Linked DNA regions of Sus scrofa: region 2 is linked to region 1. A link is a contact called in public HiChIP or PLAC-seq data. All regions are on one chromosome and are shown on one strand. Each heading gives the region's core, a stretch centred on a gene start, on an enhancer-like site or on the middle of the called end of the contact. The rest is flanking DNA. Distances are from core to core; before and after follow the strand shown.

Region 1 (5,625 bases), core at 845-3,344:
CCACTGAACTGTCACAGCTGCCAGGCATCAGGCTGGCCTATTCAAATGAGAAAGCACAGCTGGTGCCCACAGTCATGGCCCCACTCCAGGGTCTCTTGATTCCAAACCGGCACCTCTCAGACTGACACTGCATTTGGACACAAGTTTTTGCTTTAGTTTTTTTTTTAAAAAGGGCTCTCCTCAAAGGACACAATATAGCTTAGCTATGATAATTCCTCAGACCACCTGCAGAAAAAGTTCCAAGTAAAGTAAATGTGAATTTAGGAGTAAAATAAATCCAACCCTGGATTCCTCAATCAGCTGTTCTGGAAAAAAGGCCCAGGCTCTGTCCCACAGCTGTTTAAAAGAATCATTGTTTCTAATTCTTTCCTCCCATTGTACTAAGATCAACTGTGACAGGAATTGTTATTTGTCAGTTCATTGGCTCATTCATTCATTCATTACATGTAAAGTACTTACTATACACCTATCCAGCTGTAGAAACGGCCTCTGTTCTCTGGGAGTATAAGTTCTAGGGACCCAGATTCCGCCCACCTGGGAATAAAGTGCATTGCAGCGTTCAGAAGCCTGGCGCTCAGCTCCTGCCACCGAGGGGCAAAGGTGCGGTGAACAACCCAGGGCCCACAAAGAGCCCCAGGAAGATTGAACCCACCCTCTGTCTCCCCGGTCAGACCACCACGCCTCTCTGCTGTCCCCAGGGCTCTGCCAGCTTAGGAGTTGAGTACAACGCAGGCGCTCAAAATGCAGAAGTGGCCCGGTCGGCCCAAAGCAATTGCCTCTCGGGTGAGAGAAGACGCAGAGGTTCCCAACGACCTCGGATATCAACTCTGGAGGCGGCCCGGGAGCCGGCAAAGAGGAAGTGCCACGAGGACCCAGGGCCCCTAGGCGTCTAGCGCCCTGCTCTAGGCTGGAACCCTCCAGCGAAACGTGCCTTGAACGGGTTAGAAGGAGACAAGATTGGGGTCGGACACCCTCCAGGGCTGTCGGGGCCTGCCATCCTGGCACCTGCCACCCAGCACCTTTTCTCCAGGGTTTCCTAGGGACCTCGGGGATGGGGCGGGAGTGCCTTCCTGACGTCGCCCTTGGCCCGGAGAGAAGGATGGACCCCCAAAGGTCGGAGGGGGAGGCGAGCCCGGAGCCACAACTTTCTCCGGCGAAAGGAGGGCGGGCTGGTGCTCCGCGCCCTCGCTGCCCCTGGGGAGTCCGCACGCCCGGGAACCCCCAGCCTCTGGTGAAGGAGGGAGGAGAATAGCGGCAGACCAGGACTGAGGGGCTGACTTGGACGGGACAGGGGACACCGCGGGAAAACTTTCGGCGAGGCGGAAGAGGGACAGAGGAGAGAGGGCCGCCCAGTGCACCACACCTCGCGCCCCGCAACTCGCCCCCGGAGCCTCGCTCCCCGCGCCCAGCGCCCGGAACCTTGCCTGCGTCCCGAGCCGGCTGCATCTCGCGCGCGCTGCGGGGACCGTGGAGTTGGAAAGTGGGAGTGCTTCGGCCGGGTTTGGGGGGCTGCTCGGCCAGCGGTCGGCGAGCCCGGCTCACTTCCAGCGGGGCTGAGAGAGCTGCAGCCGCGCAACTGGGGGTCGGGCGCCCCGCCCCCTTAGCACCACCACCCCCAGCCCCTCCTCGCTCGCCCGCCCCTCTGCCTTTATCTGCCCCTTTCGGGTCAGACCGCCCTCCCTCCCCGCCTTTCTCTAGCTCTTCTCTACCCCCACCCCACAGCCCTCGCCTTTCTTCTTCCCCCTCCACTCCCGCCCTCCTTCCCTCCCCCCCCGGGGGGGCGGGGCTTCTCCCCTCCCTCCCAGACAAAGCTGTGGCTGCGCGTCCCCTCCTTCCCCGCCCGCGAGTCGGGGCTCCGGCTGCCAGCGCCTCTTCCGGCTTTGGGTGGCGGGGTAGAAGTGAGGGGGTGGGGAAGATGAGCTAGCTCACCTCTCCCCATTCTCTGCGGCCCCTCTCCGAAAGGGACGAGGTCTTGGCCCGACGCGCCGGGCGGTGACAGCCACTTCCAGAGTACAGTCACGCTGCCCTGAGAAGGCCACTCGAGCGTCGTGGATTCTTCAAGCGGAGGATGTGGGGTTTTTTTTTTTTCCTAACACCTGCTTGTTCCAAAAAGGGTTTGAGCTGAGCAAGGCGGAGGAAGTGGGTTTTTTTCTAACACCTGCTTATTCCAAAAAGGGTTTGAGCTGAGCAAGGCCCCTTGGACTTCGCAGGGTGGCAGACGTGACAGCAATGTGAAGGAGGGCAAGTTTCTTTGTCCTCTTCTCACCTCCCCCTCTTAGCCATCCCTAGACCTCCAGGGGCTCTCAGTGCACAGGAAGCCCTGGAGCACCCTAAATGCGGGGAGCCTTAGCTGTTCCCCTGCTCTGATCGCAATTCCCACTCCCCGCCCCCCAACACACACACTCCAGCCCTCCAGAGTTGGTCCCCAGGCTTTTTGGGGTGAATGGGGGACTAAGGGTTAATGGGTAGACAACCCTCAGGGTACAGCTGGGTCAGCTCATCCCTCCTGGAAGCCAAACGTTCTTTATAAATTCATTGTTTGGATCTTGGAATGTGTCTCCCTTAGAAACAATGTTGTAAATGGTGATGTGCTTCCCAGGCTGGCCACAAAAGTCTTTTGAACCCGAAATGCAGCTGAAGATTTGTGCTGAAAACTGTGTCAGCCATCCTGGAACAAGGAGACCACTGATCAGTCTTTTCTACAGGAAAAAAAAAAAAAAAAAAAAATTTTTTTTTCCTTGAGCTGTATAAACACAAAGTTCAATCATTAATTTCCCCTCTCCCACCCCACACTTTGGAATTACTACTCTGTATTAATTAAGCTTCTTTGCTTTGCAGGTAATAGGAACACTCTAAGGGGAATGTATTATGAGGACATGAGAATTTCCCTATAACTTCAGGGTCAGAACTGCAGGGAGAGCTCGGTAAGAGGCAAATCCAGAAACTGGGGGACTTCCAATAACCCAGAAAGCTGAGAATCCAACTCTTCTCTTTTATCACAGATTGACCTTCCCTGCACCCCAGACAAATGACAAAGGGTGGCCATCACTTCATCATTGGGGCTTAGAAATTAAGAAATTTCTTCTTGTTGAAGAAAGCAAACTCGTGGAACTAGAATCTCTTAGTCTCTACTCTAGTCTCCCAGGAAAGCAGCTCATTGGCTCATGTTGGGTCAGGTGACCATCCTATGACCAATCAACTGGGGCCACAGGTGGGCTTACATTGTCCAAATTAGACTGCAGGGAGCCCTGACCTGTTTTTTAAAATACAGATCCAGCGTTGCTGTGTCTGTGGCATAGGCTGGAGGCTGCAGCTCCGATTCTACCTCTAGCCTGGGAACTTCCATATGCCGGGGACCTGGGCCTAAAAAGAAAAAAAGAAAAAAGAGTCCAGTCCTCTCAGAGTTCCTGCTATTGCACAATGGGATCAGCAAAGTGTTGGGAGCGCTGGGATGCAGGTTCAATCCCTGGCCCAGCACAGTGGGTTTAAGGATCCGGCTTTGCTGCAGCTGCTGCATAGATCTTAATTTCACTCGGATCTGATCCTTGGCCCGGGAATTCCATATGCCCTGGAGCAGCCAAAGGAAAAAAAAAATTCCATTCCTTTCCTCTTAAATTTTTTCATCTTGGCAAATGAATTGATTGATTTGTTTGAGACATCAGAAAACATCTTACTTTTCATCAGTTTCCCCATACAGAAAGCACAGGAGAGAAAGGAATAGGCCTTTATCCTTCAAGGCAGTATAGGGACAATATTTCTGTAACAGGGGTATTATTTTGCAAATATTAAACTGATCTATTTAAGCCCAGCCTTAAACCATGTTTTCTTGCAGACTCCACCCTGAGGGACTGGGAAGCAGATGGCCCCAGGGAAGCAGAAGAAAAGTGTCCCTACAACTATCCTCCAGTAGAAATACAATGCGTGCCACAAGTACAATTTAAAACTTTCTAGCCACATTAAAAATAGTAAAAAGAAATAAGTGAAATTAATATTTTATTTAACCCAACAGAGGCAAAATATTACCATTTCAATGTGTTAATAGTATAAATTATTCACTAATAATTTTGCATTCTATTTTTGTACTAAGGCTGAAATCGGGTGTGTATTTACACTTCAGAACATCTCAATTTGGACATTACATTTTCGTCAAAAATACTTGATATGGGAGTTCCCGTAGTGGCGCAGTGGTTAACGAATCCGACTAGGAACCATGAGGTTGCGGGTTCGATCCCTGCCCTTGCTCAGTGGGTTAATGATCCAGCGTTGCCGTGAGCTGTGGTGTAGGTTGCAGACGCGGCTCGGATCCCGCGTTGCTGTGGCTCTGGCGTAGGCCGGTGGCTACAGCTCCGATTCAACCCCTAGCCTGGGAACCTCCATATGCCGCGGGAGCGGCCCAAGAAATAGCAACAACAACAACAACAAAAAAGACAAAAGACAAAAAAAAAAAAACAAAAAAAACTTGATATGTACGTAGGTTTAAAAAATTTTTCACTTGAAAAATTATATTCACATGCCCACATTTTTTCAACATATTAAAGTTTCTCAATAACTGGAGTATCAATTTTTAAATTTAAATTTTAATTTTAATTAGGGCTACATAAACTTAATATTCAGTTCCACTAGTCACATTTCAACTGCATAATAGTAACATGTGGCTAGTAGCTACTATATTGGGACAACACAGGTTTGGAGAGCAAGGAGGTTACTGATGAGCTTGAAGCCTCAAAGCCTACTTCCCTTTTCTCTTTAGCAAAGCAGTGACAGAAATATCAAGCATGGTCAGAGAAAATGATTTTCCAGTTTCCTTATGGCCCCCTATAACATCTCAAGAGGCAGGCTTTGCCTACCTAGATCGGGTTCTGCTTTACGCCTGGGAAGAAGCAAGCGATGCAGAGAGACGGGGAGGCCAAAAGCCGCCTCTTCGGTTCGCAGTGCATTCTGGGAGAAGGGAAGAAGACAGAAGGAAATGCGGCACCTTTCTTTTGTGACTTCATCCAGAGTGATAAGCTATGTTGATGGGTTGAGGGGAGTTCTGGGGGTAGAAGAGAGAAGATTGCTGCACTGGCTGCCTACCCCTTTTGCCCCTGTTCTCAGACACTGACCTGGGAGTGGGTAACAGCATCAATAAGATCAACTTAGTGACTTGCTTATTTTATACAAAGGGAGGGCCTGGGTTTAGCTTCCTGAGGTCACCCACAGGTCCTGCATGACAGAGACACCATGCCGAAGTTCCCATGTGCTCTCAAGGACCAAGGACCAGGGGCCCCAGAAGAAAGCTAACTTGTGTGCCATAGCCCTTCCATAAGGCCTGTTCTAGTTTGAGTTCCCTCAAAAGCAGAACTTGAGAGAAGAACTTCGGTGCAAGTCATTTACCTAAAAGTTGATCCCAGAAGGAGTTTCCATCGTGGTGCAGCAGAAACGAATCTAATTAGGAACCATGAGGTTGCAGGTTCGATCCCTGGCCTTGCTCAGTGGGTTAAGGATCCGGCATTGCTGTGAGCTGTGGTGTAGGTTGCAGATGCGGCTCAGATCTGGTGTTGCTGTGGCTCTGGCGAAGGCCGACATCAACAGCTCCCATATGCCACAGGTGAGGCCCTAAAAAGACTAAAGACAAAAAAAAGAAAA
Region 2 (5,625 bases), core at 1,676-4,175, 310 kb after region 1:
TAGAATAGACAATATTTATATTGGTTGGAAACTGCTCTGCTATGGTCCCTCCTTCTGCAGGATATGGCTGAAAGAGTCTCAGAGCTGAGTTCCTTTCTTGCTAGGAATGCTTAGCAAAAGCTCCACCTGGAAGGTCTTTCTGCTAATTCAGCAGAAAAAGAGCAAGCCAATCTCATCAGCTCCCTTCTGCATTTACCTGAAGGTCAATGTAGCCATCGTCTGTACTGGAGAGCCTTGAGTATTTCACTTTACTACTGGGGATTCCAGTAGTCAGGTTGGTACGAGACGGCATCATAACACGTTGACACAGCTACACTCTGAAAACAAAGAAAAGCATTACTATCTGCAGGTGATAACAATGTTTGCTATGTGTACTGCAGTTTGGGCTGCAGTGTCATACTAACAACTGGCTATTTAGGCTTCATTGCTCTTAGAACCTGATATTCCTCTGACAAAGTGAAAAGATACTCTTACACATCTACTCTGCTGTGTCCTAGTAGAGAAAGAGTCAAGACATATGCCAAGGACCGGACCTCATGTTTACTTTGCCACCAATGTTTTTCTGCCTCCTAAATTTTTCAAAGTCACACAGAGAATAGGTGAAAGAGTGGTGACTTAAGTCCAAGTCCATCTGACATCAAAGGCCACATTTTCAACCATTCTGCTATAGTAGAGTATTGCCTGTCCCTGTCCCTGCTTCTAGAAAAAGCAAGGGGAGCATATACTTAAGGGATCCTCTTATTCGTCAAGGAGAGAGGGGAGAGGGTGGGGAATAGAATACATTCACATCAACATTTTGCCTGTTCCCTCTGATAGATAATACCCTATTAACGCAAAAGATTGGTAAGGATTCTTGTTGTAAATTGGGATAAGCTATTGACTACCAGTATGCTACCAGTGCCCTCTGATTTGCCTGCCTCTCTGTTCTATCCCAAGCACTGAAAATCATTTTCACTTTCCAGGTTACTTCTACAGCTTCATTAAAAAAAAATAAACAAACCAAAAAACAAACAAACAAAAAACCCTGAATAAATATCTGGATTTTGTTCAAAGCTGACCATAGTAATGAAATCATGATTACTATGTCACCAGTTTAAAAAATAAGACTAGGGAGTTCCCGTTGGGGCTCAGCAGATTATGAACCTGACTGGTATCCATGAAGGCAGGGTTCAATCCCTGACCTCTCTCAGTAGGTTAAGGATCTGGCATTGCTGTGAGCTGTGGTATAGGCCAGCAGGAGTAGCTCCAATTTGACCCCTAGCCTGGAAACTTCCATAGGTTACAGGTACAGCCCTGAAAAGCAAATAAAAAAAAATAAAAGACTAAAAAACACTGACATTTACCTTGAAAAACATTTGGGAGTTCTCTTGTAGTGCAGTGGGTTGTCACTGCAGTGGCTTGGGTCGATGCTGTGGCCCAGGAACTTCCAAATGCTGAAGGAGAGTCCAAAAAAAGAAAAAAAAGAAAAAAGGTAGTTTCCATTGTAGCTCAGTGGGATAAGAACCCAACACAGTGTCTGTGAGGATGCAGGTTCGATCCCTGGCCTCAATCAATGGGTTAAGGATCTGGCATTGCCACAGGCTTCGGCATAGGTTGCAGATACGGCTCTAATCCCTTGTAGGCCGGCAGCTGCAACTCCAATTCGATCCTTAGCCTGGGAACTTCCATATGCTGCAGGTGTGGCCCTAAAAAGAAAAACACATTTGTGTACTTTTCCTCTACAAAAATCACAATGTTAATGAAACAAGTAAATCTACTTTGATCATGAAGCTATTTGATTTCTAAAAGTGAAACATATCTTTAAAAAAGAAAACTATTTCAAAAAGGGCAACACTTAAAAAAAAAAAAAAAACCCATAAAACATAAAAGACCACCCTTCCTTTGGTATGACATATTGCAAACAATCGTCATTATAATAGCAGCTAACAACTACCTGGTGTTAGCTTGACAGGTGCTTTTTTAAGTGCCTTATATATACTTAATACCGGATATTAATGAGCTGGGATTTTTTTATTTTATGTTTTTTAATGAGCTGTTTTAAGTGACCTGCAGTCAACCTAAACTAGCATTATAAAGGAATTGGTGCTAAATGCTCACGTTCCTTTTTAATAATTACATGCTGTCGAAGAAATCAAGTATTGAAAAAGAAAGTATGCTAACCTATTGGCTTTTCTAAAACGGCTGGATCAAACTGCGTCAATCACTAGGTTTTTAAATGTTGAGAACCCAATTACAAGATGATCTAAATTTAATTCCATAAAACTTAAAAGTCCAGACTACCAGTATGTGGGGGTTTTGAGGGCATTTATCACGTTTGATTTGTATTAGTGTTTAAAAAAAGAAATTCACATACACTTCCATTAACTATTCATACACCTCATCAAAACATAAAGAAATGCAGGACGTGAAGGACAGGGGAGACGAATTCTCATTGGTGGCAAAGAAGCGAAAGGCAAACGTAAATAAATCAACGTTTTCCAAGTACTAGGTCAAGTTCCCAGCAAGCTTTTTTTACCAGTCCCACCGCAAGCCCAACACTTCCTCAGCACTTGAATGTAGTAGCAAGAAATGTTAAGAGCAACAGCAAAGCACTCAACACAGTGCCTGCTCGCCTCCACACACGCTACTTCCCTGCCCGCCCAGACCGAGCCAGCAAGAGACAGAACCGAGGCGAATTTAGACGGAAAACAAAAACCGGTTTTTGGAAAGAAGCCAGCCCTGCCTCAGGCGGGCGAACGCTCCACAGCAAGGACTCAGGGCTGGATGTCAGCGGGGAGCGCAGTCTCCACCACGCCGCGAGCCTCAAGCGGGCACTTCCGCTCCCTGCCAGCCGTACGCACGCCTTACCGCAGGCCTTACCGGAGCCCCGCGCCAAAAGCTCGCTCACGGTTGGCAGAAAGCGCGCCCGAAGCCTCATGGCACACTTCCCCCAACTGCCGCCCCGCCTCCGACAAGCGGGGCGCCGGAAACGGCATACGGGAAGTTGGCGTGCCAGGCGTGGCGTCACCAGGAGCGACGCCGTCTCGTTCCGGCTTCCGGCCTACGGTCGAGTGATTGGCCCGCAGAAAGCAACGAGTTGCGGAGGTGGAGCGCGCCACGTTGGGTTTCAGGAGGCGCCGCAACCTGAGCTGGCTGCTGACTACCTCCACCCGGTGGGAACCTAGGCAGTCGGGCCGCCTGGGTCACAGTCAGGCCCAGGGCTAGCCGACTACGTGTTTCTTTCGCGCCCCTCTGGCGCCGTCAGTGTCGCCCTCGGGAGGCGGAAGCCTAGCCGGCAAAGGTGCCAAAAGCCCGGAACTGTCAGCACACCGTTAAGCCCAGGGCTGGCCGCCTTCCCCCTGGGGCCGTTTCTGCCCTTCTATACCGCACCCCACTTCTTGTGTTTCTCTCTCCTCCAGGCCTTACTTGGGTAAGAGGCCAGCCCATGGGGGACATTGGCAACACATCGTTTTTTAAAATGTCAAGGTTTATTAAAGTATAACTTACATATAATAAAGTACAATTGGATTAGTTTTGACAAATGCATATAGTTTTGGAACTATCACCATAGTGCAGATAAAAATATTTCCATCACTCCAAAAACATTTATCTGGGCCCTTTGCAGCCAATCTCCTTCCCTATGCCCCAGACAAACTGCAGAGGGCACAGGAAGTTTGAGGATCCAGAAACTAGAACTCAGCGCAGATATAACAAAAACCAGTCATATAATACGCCAAACCACAAAATACACTAGAAAAAGAACAATAAAGCAATTCTCATTATGCAGCATGCCAATTTGTGACCTTGTAGCACAATTACTGCCAGGCCTTCTCACTTTCTTGGTTGAATTCAACACCTATGGAATTTAAGCCATCTTCATCCTTTAAAAGGAGTTAAGTCCTCCAAAAGGAGGCTTACACTAGAGAAATTATTTTTGCACAAACACACTCCTTGGGCCCTATCACACATCTACAAAAACTTCCAATACTCCTGTACAAGGCGCCCTAGGCTAAAGAAACACACTGCTCTATAACAATGCTAGTCTTACAAAGCCCATAGAACTTTTTAGGTACATTAAGCTTCTGTAAAGTGTTAGTAACAAAAATGACAACAAAATATATAAGATTTGTTCTACTCTCCCCTTTGCACTTCTTGAGCTCAAGTCAAAATACCAAAATAAGATTGGCAAGTGTTTTGTCACCTACTGTATTTTAAATACTTTCTATTGCTATATCTAATTCATAACAAGCTGACTGGAAAAAAAAAAAAAAAAAACACATTTACATGAAAAAGTTGCTTGAATTGTGACTTCCCTAGGATACTTGCAACCATTGTGGTCCAAATGAAGGCACTGTCCTGGGATGCTTGAAATTCAAATGACTTTTATTTAAAGTGAAAACAATACTTAAAACTGTATTTAGAGTCAAAACCCTTTTGTTTATAAAAATCATTAATGAGTATTTCTAGGCTAACAAGACCAGATTTGACTTTGGACTTAAATTGTAGAGAATGGAGGAAAAAAAAAAAACAGGTTATTTACAGAAAACAGTATCTACATATGTACTCAGAGGTACAAAGAAGAGACTTAATTAAGTATGTGCTGGCATCACCGAAGCAGTTCTCAAAGAGCTTAGTTTAATTTTCTTGGAATTTGAGAATGTCTAAGACCCTTCTTCATCTTCGATCTTGGGAGCCAAATAGTACTTTAAATGTCCCATATCAGCAATTTTATACTCTACAACTGAAAGAAAATAGGAACATAGTTAATTACTGAGAAGTACCACATACACTACCTACAAAACAAGACTCAACAAATACATTATCTTACCAAGGGGTACATCTGCAGACATACTGAGTGTGACTGTAGGAGAGAGTGGAGTGGCTTTTGTAAAGAAGTTCAGGTACCTCAGTGCAAAAGTTAGCTGAACTGGTTCATTCATCTCTATGGTAACCTAAGGGAGAAAACAAACTTCATCAAATTGAAAAATATCAAGAAAGCTGCAACCCATCCATTTATAATTACATTTTAAAACAAAATAGGAGTTCCCTTGTGGCTCAGCGGGCGAGCACCTGTGTTTGTCACTGTGTGGCTCCAGTCACTGCTGTGGCGTGGGTCCAAGCCCTGGGCCTAGGAACTTCCACATGCCTCAGTCATGGCCAAAAAGTAAATAAAAACAACCACCCTTCCTTATTGGCTACTTTAGAGGGTGCTATGAAACTAATTTTGAAGACTGGTAAATAAAGCAAAAGAAAGTGTTTAGCCTTCCTTTCCTATTTACACTGTAGCTCAGGTAGCCAAATTATCTGATAAGAGAAAGCTTCTCTTTATGGAAATATTTCTAATACATAAACCAGCTAAAACATAAGAAGATATCTAGGAATCTCCTGACTCCTGCCAGAGATACACACTACCATCTATAAATATTCTTGCTCTCCCACCCCCAACAGATAATGCCTTGAATATCATCAAGCATCCAGAGCTGTTACCTACCAGAAAATATGGGGTAGGGAAACATTGACATAAGGGATGCATAGGCAAAATTCATGCTTTGAATTGTAATATACAGCCCTATTAAAATCTTGATTCAAACAAATTGAAGTAACCAAGGAAATAGGAACACTGAAAAGTCCCTTAAATCATAATTT

The links. HiChIP or PLAC-seq counts read pairs in DNA pulled down with a chosen protein or histone mark.
Region 2: an H3K27ac HiChIP or PLAC-seq map of alveolar macrophages shows a contact between it and region 1. The contact joins the promoter of TMEM230 here to the promoter of RASSF2 in region 1. A contact is called at or near these places in 2 of 2 datasets of contacts at active chromatin or transcription factors (alveolar macrophages and skeletal muscle).

Annotation. Positions count from the first base shown.
Region 1 is chr17:13,820,635-13,826,259 of Sscrofa11.1, forward strand. It overlaps RASSF2 (ras association domain-containing protein 2), which reads right to left and starts at 2,095. Exons shown (of 11, transcript XM_021077866.1): 1 at 1,930-2,095.
Region 2 is chr17:14,133,432-14,139,056 of Sscrofa11.1, forward strand. TMEM230 (transmembrane protein 230) reads right to left here and starts at 2,926. Exons shown (of 4, transcript NM_001244345.1): 1 at 2,860-2,926; 2 at 197-317. The coding sequence starts at 295. It overlaps PCNA (proliferating cell nuclear antigen), which reads right to left. Exons shown (of 6, transcript NM_001291925.1): 5 at 4,808-4,931; 6 at 4,315-4,720. The coding sequence ends at 4,641.